Regions from separate parts of the Danio rerio genome. Here all the other regions are linked to region 2. Evidence: chromatin contacts called from public HiCAR-type and Micro-C data. All regions are on one chromosome and are shown on one strand. Each heading gives the region's core, a stretch centred on a gene start, on an enhancer-like site or on the middle of the called end of the contact. The rest is flanking DNA. Distances are from core to core; before and after follow the strand shown. Region 1 has its middle 17 kb from the start of map3k8. Region 2 holds the start of bambia (BMP and activin membrane-bound inhibitor (Xenopus laevis) homolog a). Region 3 holds the start of mtpap (mitochondrial poly(A) polymerase).

What was found. A called contact is a pair of places that touch in the nucleus more often than the background predicts. HiCAR-type assays count read pairs that join an accessible place to other places.
Region 1: a HiCAR-type map of caudal fin shows a contact between it and region 2, with 10 times the contacts expected there. The contact joins the enhancer-like site here to the promoter of bambia in region 2. A contact is called at or near these places in 8 of 18 Hi-C or Micro-C datasets (caudal fin, embryo, fibroblasts and 3 more) and 3 of 4 datasets of contacts at active chromatin or transcription factors (caudal fin, embryo and gastrula embryo).
Region 3: a contact with region 2 is called in a Micro-C map of caudal fin, with 6 times the contacts expected there. The contact joins the promoter of mtpap here to the promoter of bambia in region 2. A contact is called at or near these places in 7 of 18 Hi-C or Micro-C datasets (caudal fin, embryo, hematopoietic stem cells and 2 more) and 3 of 4 datasets of contacts at active chromatin or transcription factors (caudal fin, embryo and gastrula embryo).

What each region holds. Positions count from the first base shown.
Region 1 is chr12:25,345,886-25,350,943 of GRCz12tu, reverse strand. No RefSeq gene overlaps it. Among named protein-coding and RNA genes, the nearest start is that of map3k8, 17 kb to the left of the region's middle. Within about 2 kb of position 3,238, at least 7 of the 62 cell types and tissues checked have an H3K27ac peak or open chromatin away from gene starts, as enhancers often do.
Region 2 is chr12:25,147,454-25,151,858 of GRCz12tu, reverse strand. bambia (BMP and activin membrane-bound inhibitor (Xenopus laevis) homolog a) reads right to left here and starts at 2,433. Exons shown (of 3, transcript NM_131784.2): 1 at 2,039-2,433. The coding sequence starts at 2,105.
Region 3 is chr12:25,365,867-25,370,582 of GRCz12tu, reverse strand. It overlaps mtpap (mitochondrial poly(A) polymerase), which reads right to left and starts at 1,339. Exons shown (of 9, transcript XM_021480322.3): 1 at 1,160-1,339; 2 at 800-960; 3 at 481-708; 4 at 35-259. The coding sequence starts at 1,313.

The DNA of each region.
Region 1 (5,058 bases), core at 1,989-4,488, 200 kb before region 2:
AAACACTGCATTCCCTGACCTTTAACATGCGCACATGCGAGATATCAAGCAGAAAATGGACAGGAATTTCTACAGTGATGCATCACTCACAACTCTGGGAAAACATAGATATGATCGGTATGTCAAAGCAATTCAAACATTTTATTAACTTATTCATTTACTCCAAGCTAATTATATTTTCTGTCTAATCCTCAAAGACAACTTTGGTATTAACAAACACAATAGCTATTTTTGTAGGGAATTCCCACAGAATATTGAATGTTTTTACGGTCCATTTCAAATTATACACACACACCAAATAATTTTTAAGACCAACAATTTTTTATTACGCTTTAAAAAAAACAAAAAAACAAGGCATACAGTGAGTGTTATTTTTCACTGACATCCTTCAGCGTGGCTGCATGAGGGTGCTATATTGAAGAAGACTCGCCATACTTGAAATGGACTTCGATTGAAGCTACAAACAAACGAAATCAATGACTACAGCGGCCTCTTGTGGCCAGATTTGAGCCGTACGTAAATGATCAGAAGAGACTTTACAGGCCTCATGCCATGTAGATCAAAATAATGACAGCTCAAATTGTGAGAGGTTGATTTGTCCATTTATATTCTATGTAACGTGTCAAGCAGGCCTAGGAAAATGTAAACTTTCTGCATAGATTAATAAAGCTACCTTTCTTTTTTCCAAACAGATATTTTTTTTAAAGATTTTAGCTGGCTAGTTGATTTTTTATCAGTGTAAGATACGTTTTGTTTCAATAAAGCACCAACATTTTATAAAAACAACACAAAACAGGGAATAAAAGAGCATTCATTACCCCCAAACATATTCAAAATAAAATACTTTTCCTACCTGACAGATTTAAACCTGAACCTCTAAGAGCCGTTGATTTGAATAAGGTGTTATCAATTAAAGGGATAGTTTACTCAAAACTGAAAAGTCTGGCGACGTTTACATCTGTCATCATATATGTCTTCCACTTGTTCCAAGCCTGCTTGACTTTTTTTTTCATCTGCTAAACAAAAACGATATTTTAGTGAATGTTCTGTAATTATTGATTTACCTATCTGTCTTTCCTACAATGGAAGTCAATGGTTACCGATTTTCAACTTTCTTCCGAATAATCTTTTTATAGTAAACTCATAAAGGTTTAAAAGGTTTGAGGGTGAATAAATATTGAGTAAACATTTTCTGTAGGGTGATATACTTTTAGCTTAATATATATATATATAGAATTTAACCAAAAAAAAAAAACTCAAACATGTTTGGAAAAAGTGAAGGTCCTTCCTTACACCCTTTTGAATTTAAACATAAAATATTACAGCCTATGTCCGGAAGGTGGCAGAGTAAGTCTATTTAAAATTACAGTGACCGATTTTGGCAGCATCTAGTCCAGATGTTCACATTCACAACGGAGAGATTTGACACCTTAACCACACTTTAACACTCAGATGCTAAAGAGATACTTTCATTGATCTCTTTCATTAAATGCACATTTTAAAAGGTTTAGAAATCTATTGTCATTGCTAGTTGTATTACTTAAAAAATAACAATTATATAAATTAATATATTATATAATAATTATATAATATTATAAATTATATAAAATAAATTATATAATTATCTAAAATATTTATTCATAATAATATAATATTAGTATATATATATTATAGTAATATAATTACTATAATATATATATATATATATATATATATATATATATATATATATATATATATATATATATATATATTATAGTAATATAATAAAGTTATATATTATATATATTCTATATATTCTATATATTTTTTAATATATATATATGTATGTATATATATATATATATATATATATATATATATATATATATATATATATATATATATATATATATATATATATATATATATTATACTACTGAAATATATAAAATATTTAAATACTTTTTTTAAGTTTATAATTTTTTAATAATTTTTGTTATTTAATAATTTTTATTACATTTATATTTATCTTCTCTGTTCAGCTTTTTATATAATATAATATAATATAATATAATATAATATAATATAATATAATATAATATAATATAATATAATATAACATAATATAATATAATATAGGCGACGTAGTGGTGCAGTAGGGTTAGTAGGCGTTTCTATGTGGAGTTTGCATGTTCTCCCTGCATTCGCGTGGGTTTCCTCCAGGTGCTCCGGTTTCCCCCACAGTCCAAAGACATGCGGTACAAGTGAATTGGGTAAGCTAAATTGTCCGTGGTGTATTGGTGTGAATGAGTGTGTATGGATGTTTTTCAGTGTTGGGTTGCGGCTGGAAGGGCATCCACTGCGTTAAACATATGCTGGATAAGTTGGCGGTTCATTCTGCTGTGGTGACCCCTAATTAATAAAGGGACAAAGCCAAAAAAAAATAAATGAATATAATATAATATAATATAATATACTATAATATACTATAATATAATATAATATAATATAATATAATATAATATAATATAATATAATATACTATAATATAATATAATATAATATAATATAATAAATATAATAAATATAATATAATATACTATAATATAATAAATATAATATAATATAATATAATATAATATAATATAATATAATATAATATAATATAATATAATATAATATAATATAGTTTTCCATGAACCCAGCTGAATTGCTTTAGTTGTTGGAAAAGAATGCCAAAGACAGGCAGAAATGCAGAAAGAAAGAGAAAGCCCACTCGTCTCCCCCTTTCGAACAGGACTCTAGACAGATCGCCTCTGGTGTGGCACCACTAATGTCAGTGTGTGCTACTGTGTACAAAGAGCCATTCTTCACAAACACAGCTAACCAGAGACGCACTGTCCTCTAATCTTTCCATCTCCAGACTGTACAAACAGATGACAGTTTTTACTTTTCATAATTCACAGCCCTTTTCTCTTGAGACACGGTTACCCTGCAGCCATGGTGTCCAGAAACATGTGCTTGTGTACAGAGGCACTTTCACGCCTGTCTAACAACATTTCGATACGGTTACAGCAAATCTAGGTTTATTACATTTCTTGGTTTCTCATATTGAAGTGGGTTTTCTGCTTATTTGACCGTCTGTTTCTTTATGGGACTTATTTGAAGTTGTCGGTCAGTTATATATCTGTGTCTGTAATTTATGGATTGCACACAAGGTCTTTACTGGAAATAGTTTATGCGATGACACAGAGCTTGTTGGCACGTTTAGCTTGTTGATTTAGTTCTCTGTGAGTCAGGCCTATGACACAAGCAATGGCACCCCTCTCAGCTTGGCAGTGGCATCATTCCTGGCACTTTTCACATTTGGACAGAGATTTGGCATGGGGCAGGAGCTGCTGGTTCAATTTGTATGGCCTTTTATTCATATTTTGCTTTCATTAATGCAGCTGACACTACTGCATAGTAATTACTACATCTGGCTTTGATTCGCCATTAAGACTGCAGAGTAGTAAAAACAGCTTATATTTCTTAAAATAAAAACAACTACATTTTCGCTTAAATAACACCGTAAAAAGCTATTAGTAGGCAACGCAGTGGGGTAGTGGGTAGCACATTCGCCTCACAGCAAGAAGGTTGCTGGGTCGCTGGTTCGATCCTCGGCTCAGTTGGCGTTTCTGTTCGCGTTTGTTTCCTCCGGGTGCTCCAGTTTCACCCACAGTCCAAAGACATGCGGTACAGGTGAATTGGGTAGGCTAAATTGTCTGTTAAATTGTCTGTAGTGTATGAGTGTGTGTGTGTATGTGTGGATGTTTCCCAGAGATGGGTTCCAGCTGGAAGGGCATCTGCTGTGTAAAAACTTGCTGGATAAGTTGGCGGTTCATTCCGCTGTGGCGACCCCAGATTAATAAAGGGACTAAGCCGACAATGAATAAATGAATGAAAAGCTACTAGTTATTTTTAAAAAGGGAGTAAACCCGTAAGTGCATAAATCTATTGTAACTTGGAATTGTTAAATTGCTGTAATTTTCATAATTATGCACAGTAGATCATTTACTTAATCATTTTAAAAGAATCCTCCATTTTTTTAAAATCATTTTTCAACTCCCCCAGGGTTAAATAGTCGAGTTTTATTCAATCATTTATTGATTTTCTTTTGGCTTTATTTCAGTGGGTCCCCACAGCAAAATGAACTGCTAACTATTCCAGCATTAGTTTTATGCAGCCAATGCCAGTCCAGCTGCAACCCAGTATTGGGAAACACCCATACACACTCATTCACACAAACTCATACACTATAGACAATTTAGTTTATTCAATTCAACTATACCACGTCGTTGTACTAGTGGGCAGAACCGGAGCATCCAGAGGAAACCCACGTGAACATGGGGAGAACATGCAAACTCCAGACAGAAATGCCTGGCCAAGCGAGGACTCGAACCAGTGAACTTCTTGCTGTCAGGTGACAGTGTTAACCACTGAACCACTGTGCCACCCCTTGTTGAGCTTTACCATTTTTTACTTAATTTAGCCGAGCTCTGGGTCAGGCAGGGCAGATTAGCTTAGCTTAGCATGAATCATTAAACTGCTTTAGACCATTAGCATCTCATTCAAAATATAAAAAACAGTACTGACAATGGGCGACACGGTGGCCAGTGGTTAGCACCCCTCATTGCAAGATGGTGCCTGGTTCGAGTCATGGCTGGGTCAGTTGGCATGCCAGTACTTGGTTGAGACTGGAAGAGCATTGGCTAAGTAAAACAAGTGTTGAATTATTCTCTAAATAAACTAAGCCGAAGAGAAATGAATTAATGAATGTTCTGGTCATTTTCCAATTTAACGATTGACTCTTCCGTGGTTACATTGTGTACTTATGACGAAATATTAAAAGTTGCTATTTTCTAGGATGATATGGTTAAGTGTAATAATTAAGGAACATTACTCTCCTGTACCATGACTGCTGCAGGCGCAATTATATCACACAGTGCTGTTACCAGTCATCTACACTCAAAAAACTGATTACTGCTGCTTGTTCAAACTACCTATTTAAAATGAGCTGAAACAACACAATTCTTG
Region 2 (4,405 bases), core at 1,184-3,683:
TGTCAGAACGCTAATATGTGGCCTTTCAGTTTAACACTGTAACTGTGTCACGGCTTTTCATGCAAAGGATCCTTTTAGCCTGTCTTATAAAACAGGAACCGTGTAACTTATAATTAGTGGTTTGTTTGCCAAAGTCAATTTCTTTCAACCCAAATGGAAACTCGTAAAGGGGGTGAGAGCAGGACTCCTTTTTCAGTTAGCACGCAAACTCACTTGTGGTCAAACCTGGCATTAAGTCAGAGAGTAACTTTTAAAGGGGCAGTTCACCCAAAAACATGTTCTTAGCTTTGTCCACAAGTGTCTATTCATAGCTTGTATAGCTGACATTTTTCTATATTCCTTGAATTTAATAATAAAAGTGAACCATGAATGAAATTTAGCCATTTAGCTTAACATCCTTTTAAGCAACAATCTTCTTAAGGTTTTCTCAAAATTGAGGTCAAATATTGTTATAACAACTAATAAGGTCACAGATTGTTTTAACATTCAGTACCGTTTTTGTAAGTGGACCTTTTTTACCTACCACCATGTGTGAACGTGAAACAGAACACTAAACACACATCATGACACAAACACAAATAAACACGGCCTTTGTGTTGTCGTAGGTTGCTTGTGTACACTGTCCGAGGCTGGAGTTACATGTCATCTCATTAGTGTGAGAAATCAGTTCTTCTTATCAGTTAGGTCCAATGAGTTTCTTATTTATTTTTTATGGCTGGGCTTATCTAATAATGCATAAAACCGGAGGCTAATGTTCTTGGCTGATCAATTTTTAACAAGAGGCTAGAAAATGACAAAACAAGATCTGGAGAATACTTATAACTGGAGCTGGAGGTAGCTGGTCTAAAGATGGCTTTATGTATCTACCTTAGACCAGGAACTAAAAAGCTCAAGATGGTCTCTGAAACATGTTAGCTCCTAAGCCAGCATTCAGCAGCTAGAAACACATTTAAAATTGTCCCAAGACCTTGTTTTACTTCTGAAATTAAATATTACATGCTATAGTAAATACACTTTATATCTGAAAATAGGCAACAAAACAAAATGCAATACATATTCGCTGCAATTAACCGTAGTTTTTTAACATATGAAACAAACTGAAATCACCAATATTAAAATGAACATGTTATTTTGTAAGGGCAGAAGCCGATAAACAAGTGTTAAGATGTGTAAACTATCAATTACAAAGCTGAAAACATTAAGATTTGTTCATGTTTTTGAACAAAGTCTCTTTGACTCACCAAGGCTTTGTTTATAGTATTGTTGTGAAAAAATATATTGAATTTAAGATGTTTTCTGTGTAAGTATAAGTGTGTATAATATATATATATATATATATATATTACATTTTAATTTATTCAGAACTTCCAGCATCATTACTCCAGTCTTCAGTGTCAAAATTCAGTGTAGAAATTCTAAAATGCTAAAATTATGATTAACTATTGGCGCTCATGATCATTTTTTGATCAATAAAAAGCTGAAAACTTAAAATTAACTTCTTAAACGATATATCTTTTGTACCTTAAATATATTAGGTGTCAATTTTAAGCAATTTAATGTATCATATTTGAATAAAAACTCTTTAAATTATAGTTTAAATGGCAATATCAAAAAAACGAAGCAGCACAACTATTTTCAACACTGATAATAATCAGAAAATCATCTTGAGCAATACAAATCAGCATATTACAATGATTTCTGCAGGATCATGTGACACAGAACTGTAGTAATGGCTGCTCATAATTCATCACAGGAGTACATTATATTTTATAACACATTCCTACAGAAAATCAGTTCTTTCACATCGAAATACTATTAAATATTACAGATTTTATAGTATTTATGATTCAATAAACTTAACATTAGTTATCAGAAAAGCCTTTCTTCAAAAACATGAGAAAAATACTGTTTCCAAACTTTTGACTGGTTGTGTACACATATAAACATACTTTGTGTTTGAGCGCTACAGTTTTATATGGTTTAAAGTCAGTTGAGAGTCGTGCGCGTCCAGAAGCGACTGAATAAACTTAAGAGTTACCTTTCGTGAGAAGAACAGCCATCGCACAAAGTTCCAGCTGAAACCACAGAGAAACCAGGCGATCCATTTACGGCTGCTTTTCCTTGTCTTGATACCCCGTGGCAAGACCCTCCGAATGGTTTGAGAGGACTCGTTACATATGTCCTACATTTATTACTGCATTCCCAGGGATCTGTGATCTACACTGTATCCAAAAATCAAACGGGCGCAGAAAAGGCTCGCGTCTTGTTCCATCGGAGGATCCGAAACTAGCGCGAGTGGAGAAACATTCCCCGTGTGTAACCAAACCAATCCGCCATGCGATGAAAAACACACAAACACATATAAAACACAAACGGACTCGTGAAATAACACAAACAAGTTTCCACAAGGGCAACTATCCCCGATCTCGAAGCAGCGGATCACTGATCGGAGAAATTTCACCGGATCAGTTTTTGGCTCTGTAAAGCCCTGCCCATTAATGCGTTGATTGGCCAGTCGTGCTGATAAATTTGCATACACTGTCCTATTGGCATTGGTATTGGTTCACAGAGCGGTCATACAATTTGTCTTTCCGCCTACAGATGCTGAGACAGAATCGCATGATGAGGCAGGTAGCAGGACGTGGTAAAATAATAACAGCATAATGGTTATTAAAACCGAAAGCTTTCGAAAATATGTTCGTAATATTGTACTATAATGATTTAAAGGTCAATCGAAAATATATGGGATCTAAATATTTGTCCCTGGATGTAATACCAACATAGTTGTATCTGTTTTTTTTATTTTTAGAAACGCACTTTAAAGTCCAAATTCTGCTTTGTCAGCCATATGACAGGCTGATGGAGGTGGAAACTGCAGGCCTGCACTAGAGAGTAGATGTAGGCGGGTCGGTTGGAGAAATTAGCAATCCAAAGAGGCACATGGCGCCAGCGAGACGACACAGACAGACAGTGACACTCAATTACCCCCCAGACAATCCCATGCAAAACACACAGAGCACAACGATCGATATCTCAACTGCCCTGCCCGCCCTAATGTGTTGAGCACTTTGGTCAGGGCATGTGCTTCACAATTGAAGGCATTTTTGGGCAAACTAGAACCGTAAATAAACAAATAAACGCTCTGAAGTGTGCAGAAAGGTAGCCTATTCTTAAAAATAGCCTAATTAGACACACCCGTCGAACATGCGAGGCGTTATTTGATCATTTATATTAATATTTACTATACATTTTTATAATTATTATAATTCAATGTCAAACTGGGCATATTGGATCAAAATTCTCTTTTCACTCTAAAAAATGCATGTTTCAGCATAGTGGTAAATACACAACAACTCAATTATTGAATTAATATTAGGCTAAAATTGTAATTTAATAGCTAGCCATACTCGACAGTTGTTTGCCCATATTTTACCCAAATCTTGAACATATTTTACACAAACCATATTTATCCAATAGAACAACATTTTAGAGTGATGTTAATTTATTTTGTTCTTTAATTTTTTGTATTTATTTAGGCTACAGGATACATAAAGTAACAAATCTTGACCATATTTTACCCAAACAGACAAAACCTTTTATAGTCATATGGTTAATCATTTTGTTCTTTAATTTTAATTTTTTATTTAAGTTAGGCTACAGAATACATAAAGAATAGCACATCTTGATCATAGTTTACCCAAATAGACAAAACCTTTCAGAGTGATATGGTAATTTATTTTATTATTTATATGTTTAATATTTATTTAGGCTAAACAAAATACATACAGAATAGTCGAATGGAAGACAAAAATATGTCAACAAAGTCCTCACATGTAGGCTGACTTTTATTAGCTCCATTCTGTCATTTTCAACTCTTATCTTACACAATATTATTGTATAGGCATACATTAATGCATAGTAAATATATTGAATCATGCATATTATACACTCTATGAATATTTAAACTTTAGTTCACCTGCATTTTAAGATTTTCATTTAATAAAATATCAGCTTGGGAAAAAAAGGCAATTAAAAAATGATGTCACCAATTTTTAGTTGACAGACATTTTGTGCAATTCACCATCCATTTTTGCCCCAAATATAGGTTATTTGTCTTTATTTTACCCCTTTAAAATGCAACAACAGAGAGATAATTCACTCAAAACTGAAAATTCTGTCAATGTTTAATCACCCTTCACTTGTCAGAAACCTGTCTGAGTTTCTTTCCTCTGTGGTACACAAAAGAATATATTTTGGAGAAAGCTAGACACCTGTAACTATTGACTTCAATGGTAGCGTCTTTGTTTTTCCTATTATGGAAGTCACAACCACTCAGTTATTGGGTATACATTGCATGGGCTAAAATTTGAATATAATAAGTTACTATAATAGGTGATCGGGTTTG
Region 3 (4,716 bases), core at 90-2,589, 220 kb before region 2:
GGTTTAGATTATTCTACCCATTCACTGCACTGACCTTTTTCTGGCTTCGTGCATATATGCCGTCTAGATCCAGAATCATGTCAACATCACAGCCAAGTTTGCCGAAGCTGTTTACAGTAGAACCAAAAGGCCTAATGATGCATTCTGGGAAGTATGCTCCAGCTATGTCTCCAAGCAGAGAACAGACAAGGAAGCGCAGACTTATGTTTTCCTCTGTAAGCTGTAAAGTCTCTGTCAAACATCGAAGCTGCTCATCTACCTGTGGAAATAAATGAGAAGACGATTACTCTCAGCAATACTGAAACTTTTAACTATCACACGTAAAACAAACAAAGAAAAATGTAATAAATAAATCCTAAACACAATTATAAAGTTTGTCTGGCTTTGATCTGAGATGCTGCCATATCCCTGAGAGCTTTGATGGAATACATTTCAGTTTTGGGGTGAAAAGAAAAACAACTTTTATCAGGGAAGACTTACACTGTGCTTTTGCAAGAGCAGATTGGAAATGTCACCGATGTTCGGAGGGGATTGCTCCTTAAAATTTGGCGTGGGATAGTTGCTTGACTGAATGCCTGGCCATTTCAGCGACAGCAGCCGGGATTTAAAAGGCACTGCAGCTTCATGATCAACAGCTGGTATACCTGTGCTCTCCTTCAACGAGGCTATGCTCTCTTTATTGGAGAATTCAACTACCGCATACGCACCCTAAAAAACAAAGCAGATTAAAAACAACAGTTCACAACATCACTCAGCTGAATTGAGATAAAATGACTTGCAATAGCTCTGCCACACTTACAAAACTGTTGTAGAAGAAATGCTTGTTGACTGTCCCATGCTTGGAGAAGAAATCTAAAAACTTCTTTTCGCTGAATTTAGCAGGACAGCTGATTAAAACAGATCTTTCAGCTTGTTCTCGTCGCTCCTCTTGGATTGCTTGAAATGTTTTACTCTTCTTCACTTTTGAGATAAAAACGCAAAGACTTGGTGTTTGGTCATCCACATGTCAACTACATCGCTAGTTACACCATTAGATGACAACTTTGTAGTTATTTTGTAAATACTATGACAACGCGAATACATTTTGCAGCTGTCAAGTCTGTTTTAAAGTCAGTTAGTAAATGCCATGCTTACAGATATACAAGAATAAAAATGTTACCGAAGTCTGCGGTCTTGCTCCCGGTCGGGGTTTTGATTGCTGGTATAGTTGACGTACATCTTCTTTGCGTTTGAGGTTCCAATCCGAGACAAAATCTATCAAGACCTCCTAAACTTCTAAAATGTAACCTACACACGCCGAGGGAGGCCGCCATTGTTGATTTGAGACGGGCGCAAGCGCAGAAGTTGGCTCTACGGTGGCTGCGATTGGACATACCGTGTCGAACGCCAAAACTGAATTTCAGGTTTTTACAATGGCTATGACACTTTTTTCAATACATTTAACAAGTTTCCTAAACTTTTAACACGGTTAGCACAACATCCGTCTTAGTGGGCTATACAATTAACACATTTTGCTTTGACACAAAATGCATCCAGTTAACACAAATTTAAAATGCTTGAACTTATTTTACACACAAGCACAACCAAGAGCAAAACAATGTCATTTTACAGTTAAATTTACAAATGCTTTAACACAGTATGTCAGAACAGATAACACCATGTTCTAAACAAAACTTATATAGGCTAAAGCCAAAGTAAACAGTATATCACATACATATCACAGCAGATTCCCATATAGGAAGCACACTCATATGTTGAGGTTTTTCAAATCACATGATCATACTGTATGTTCTAAAAGTGGACTCATGAGGTTTTTGAAAGAAACAGTAAGCACATTACAGAACTTCGTCACCAATACGTCGAGGTAAGGTTATGCAATACAGTGATTACTTTACTATACACAGTGTGTTTTGCAGTAAACTACTCAATAAACCTGGCGTTCAATACATAATTATACAGTACAGTAAAGCATTACACTGTGTCTAATTACTTCTAGAGAGTCATGGAGTTGGAGGTCAATCAAGTTCCACATGCAATTATCTATGTTGACGAGGCTGGCTTTAACTTGGCGAGAAGGCATCGCCATAGGAGAAACATAATAGGCCAAAGGGCCACCGTTACCATACCGGGCCAGAGAAGAAGTCGGGAAAATGCAGAAGACTAGTCAGAATAGAAAGTTACTTTACTTTTTTTATTATTATTGTGGTGTTTTTTTCTGTTTGTACATCTTGCAGTAATGTCCTTTTGCAAATAAAGTCTGTACTGCATCAATTCTGTGTCTGTATTATTTTTTTACATACAGTAAACTGTAAATTTTTTAAAGCTACTCTGGGATGGTCGTTCATTTTTAGTTATGATTTTCTGCAGTATAACAAAATGCATGCATTTACTGTACTAAACTCAACAACACAAAAATGTAGAGAGGCTTCAAGTAAAGGGCAGACCTGACACATCAAACATTGCAGTTTCTGTAATGTCAGCTGATGATAGTGTTTTTATTATCAATGTGTTATGAATGACTAAATGTTTCTATCGGAAGAGAACGTGTTAGTGTTTTGAATCATTATTTTATTTTGAAACATGTTTACAGTGTTTTGTTAGACATGGTGTGGTGTGTTAGTTTATTATTGTATTTTAAAAAGTAGTTTAGAGGTTTAGTTTACAATGTGTGATTTTGAGCATGAAATTTACTGTTTTGCCAATTGTGTGTTTTAGGTGTGTTGCTGTGTTAAGAGTTTAGCAAACTTATTAAATGTATTGAAAAAAACTGTCATAGCCATCGTAAAAAAAAAAAAAAAAAAAAAACTGTAAAGATGTTAAAGAATGGATGACAAACCATTTTCTTCTCTTAAACTCAGACAAAACAGAATTATTACTTACTGGGCCTAAATCCTGTACACAGCAGATCTCACAACTCGACGTACAATTGGAGGGATACAAAGTTAGCATTAGCTCTACTATAAAAGATCTGGGTGTCATATTAGACAGCAATTTAACTTTTGAAAATCATATATCCCATGTCACAAAAACTGCTTTCTTTCATCTAAGATATCTCGCTAAGTTATGAAGTATGCTATCCATCTCAGATGCAGAAAAGCTAGACAATGCTTTTTATGACTTTAAGGCTGGATTACTGTAATGCTTTGTTTGCTGGCTGCCCATCATCCTCTATTAATAAACTTCAGCTAGTACAAAATGCAGCTGCCAGAGTTCTTACCAGGTATAGAAAATATGATCATATCACCCCAACTGTATCCTCCTTACACTGGCTACCTGTTAAGTTTCGTATTGAATTTAAAATATTGCTTCTTACCTATAAAGCTTTAAATAATCTAGCTCCTGTCTATCTAATCAACCTTCTGTCTCGCTACAATCCAACCCACTCTTTAAGATCTTTAAACTCAGGGCTTCTGGTAATACCTAGAATAGCAAAGTCGAGTAAAGGGGGTCGAGCCTTCTCATTTATGGCTCCTAAACTCTGGAATATCCTTCCTGATAAGGTACGAGGCTCAGGCACACTCTCGCAGTTCAAAACTAGATTCAAGACCTATCTGTTTAGTAAAGCACACACAATGCATCACTTAGCGGTATGGTGAAGTTTTTTCCTCGCCTCTGTTGCCACTAGCTTGCATGGTTCGGGATATGTAGGGCTGCGCATCAATGGATTTACTCTTCATTGTTTGAACTCTCAATAGTGATTATTAAACCACACTGGACTTAGCTAAACTAAACTGAATTTAAACTTTAAAATCTGAACTACACTGTTTCAATCTACTATAATCTTCTATGTGAAGCTGCTTTGACAAAATCTATATTGTAAAAGCGCTATACAAATAAAAATGAATTGAAAATTGATTTGAACTTAACTAATATACTAGGTAAAGCAGCCGCTTATGGCCCCAGCGAATTAGGGGCCCCAACCTATGTCAGGATGCATATTAATCATATCTCTTTTAATAAATTCTCTTTTATATGCTGTAAAATCTGCTTATAACCTTTAAGATTTTAACATTATTACTTTTTTTCCAAACCAGGGGACCTCATGAACAATGGAATATTCCTTTCTTACTGCACATGCAAATTTTAAAAACACAAATATGGCTAATTAACTGTACATACTTTGTTCTAATAAATTACTTGTTATTTATTTGCAAATTTATTGTATTTCATTTAACATTAAGAAGATAAAGAATGCAGTGCAATATAAATATTTTTAACATGCAGATTTTATTTACAAAAAAATAAATAAATAAATAAAACAATATCTATAAAGAGAAAAAAAAGCTTAGAGCTTCATTACTAGGGCCCCCCAAATCACTAAAGCCAGCTACTGCTTATTAACCAAATGTATTATTATGGCAGCTTTGGCATTCCATAGCCTACTACACTAAGGCGCCGTTTACTTTCGGGGAAAAACTGAACTGTCAATCTGCAGCCTGGATATCCCCCAATTTGAAAACAGCGTTTAGATATTTTGATACACTTAAGACAATCTTGTCACTATTCGTTATCTGGATTCCCTGACACTTTCAACAAGTTTAGAAGTTTTGAAATCTCTTAATGAGCGAAAACAACAAAAGGACACATTTTTTGCTGGGTCAGCGGACTTCACTCATTTCGTATATAGACCAAAACTAGTTAGCTTCTGTTTACTACAAGATGGTTTCAACAAGGCAACTTTTCCTTTGGCGCAAATTAATCATAAAGATGAAAGCG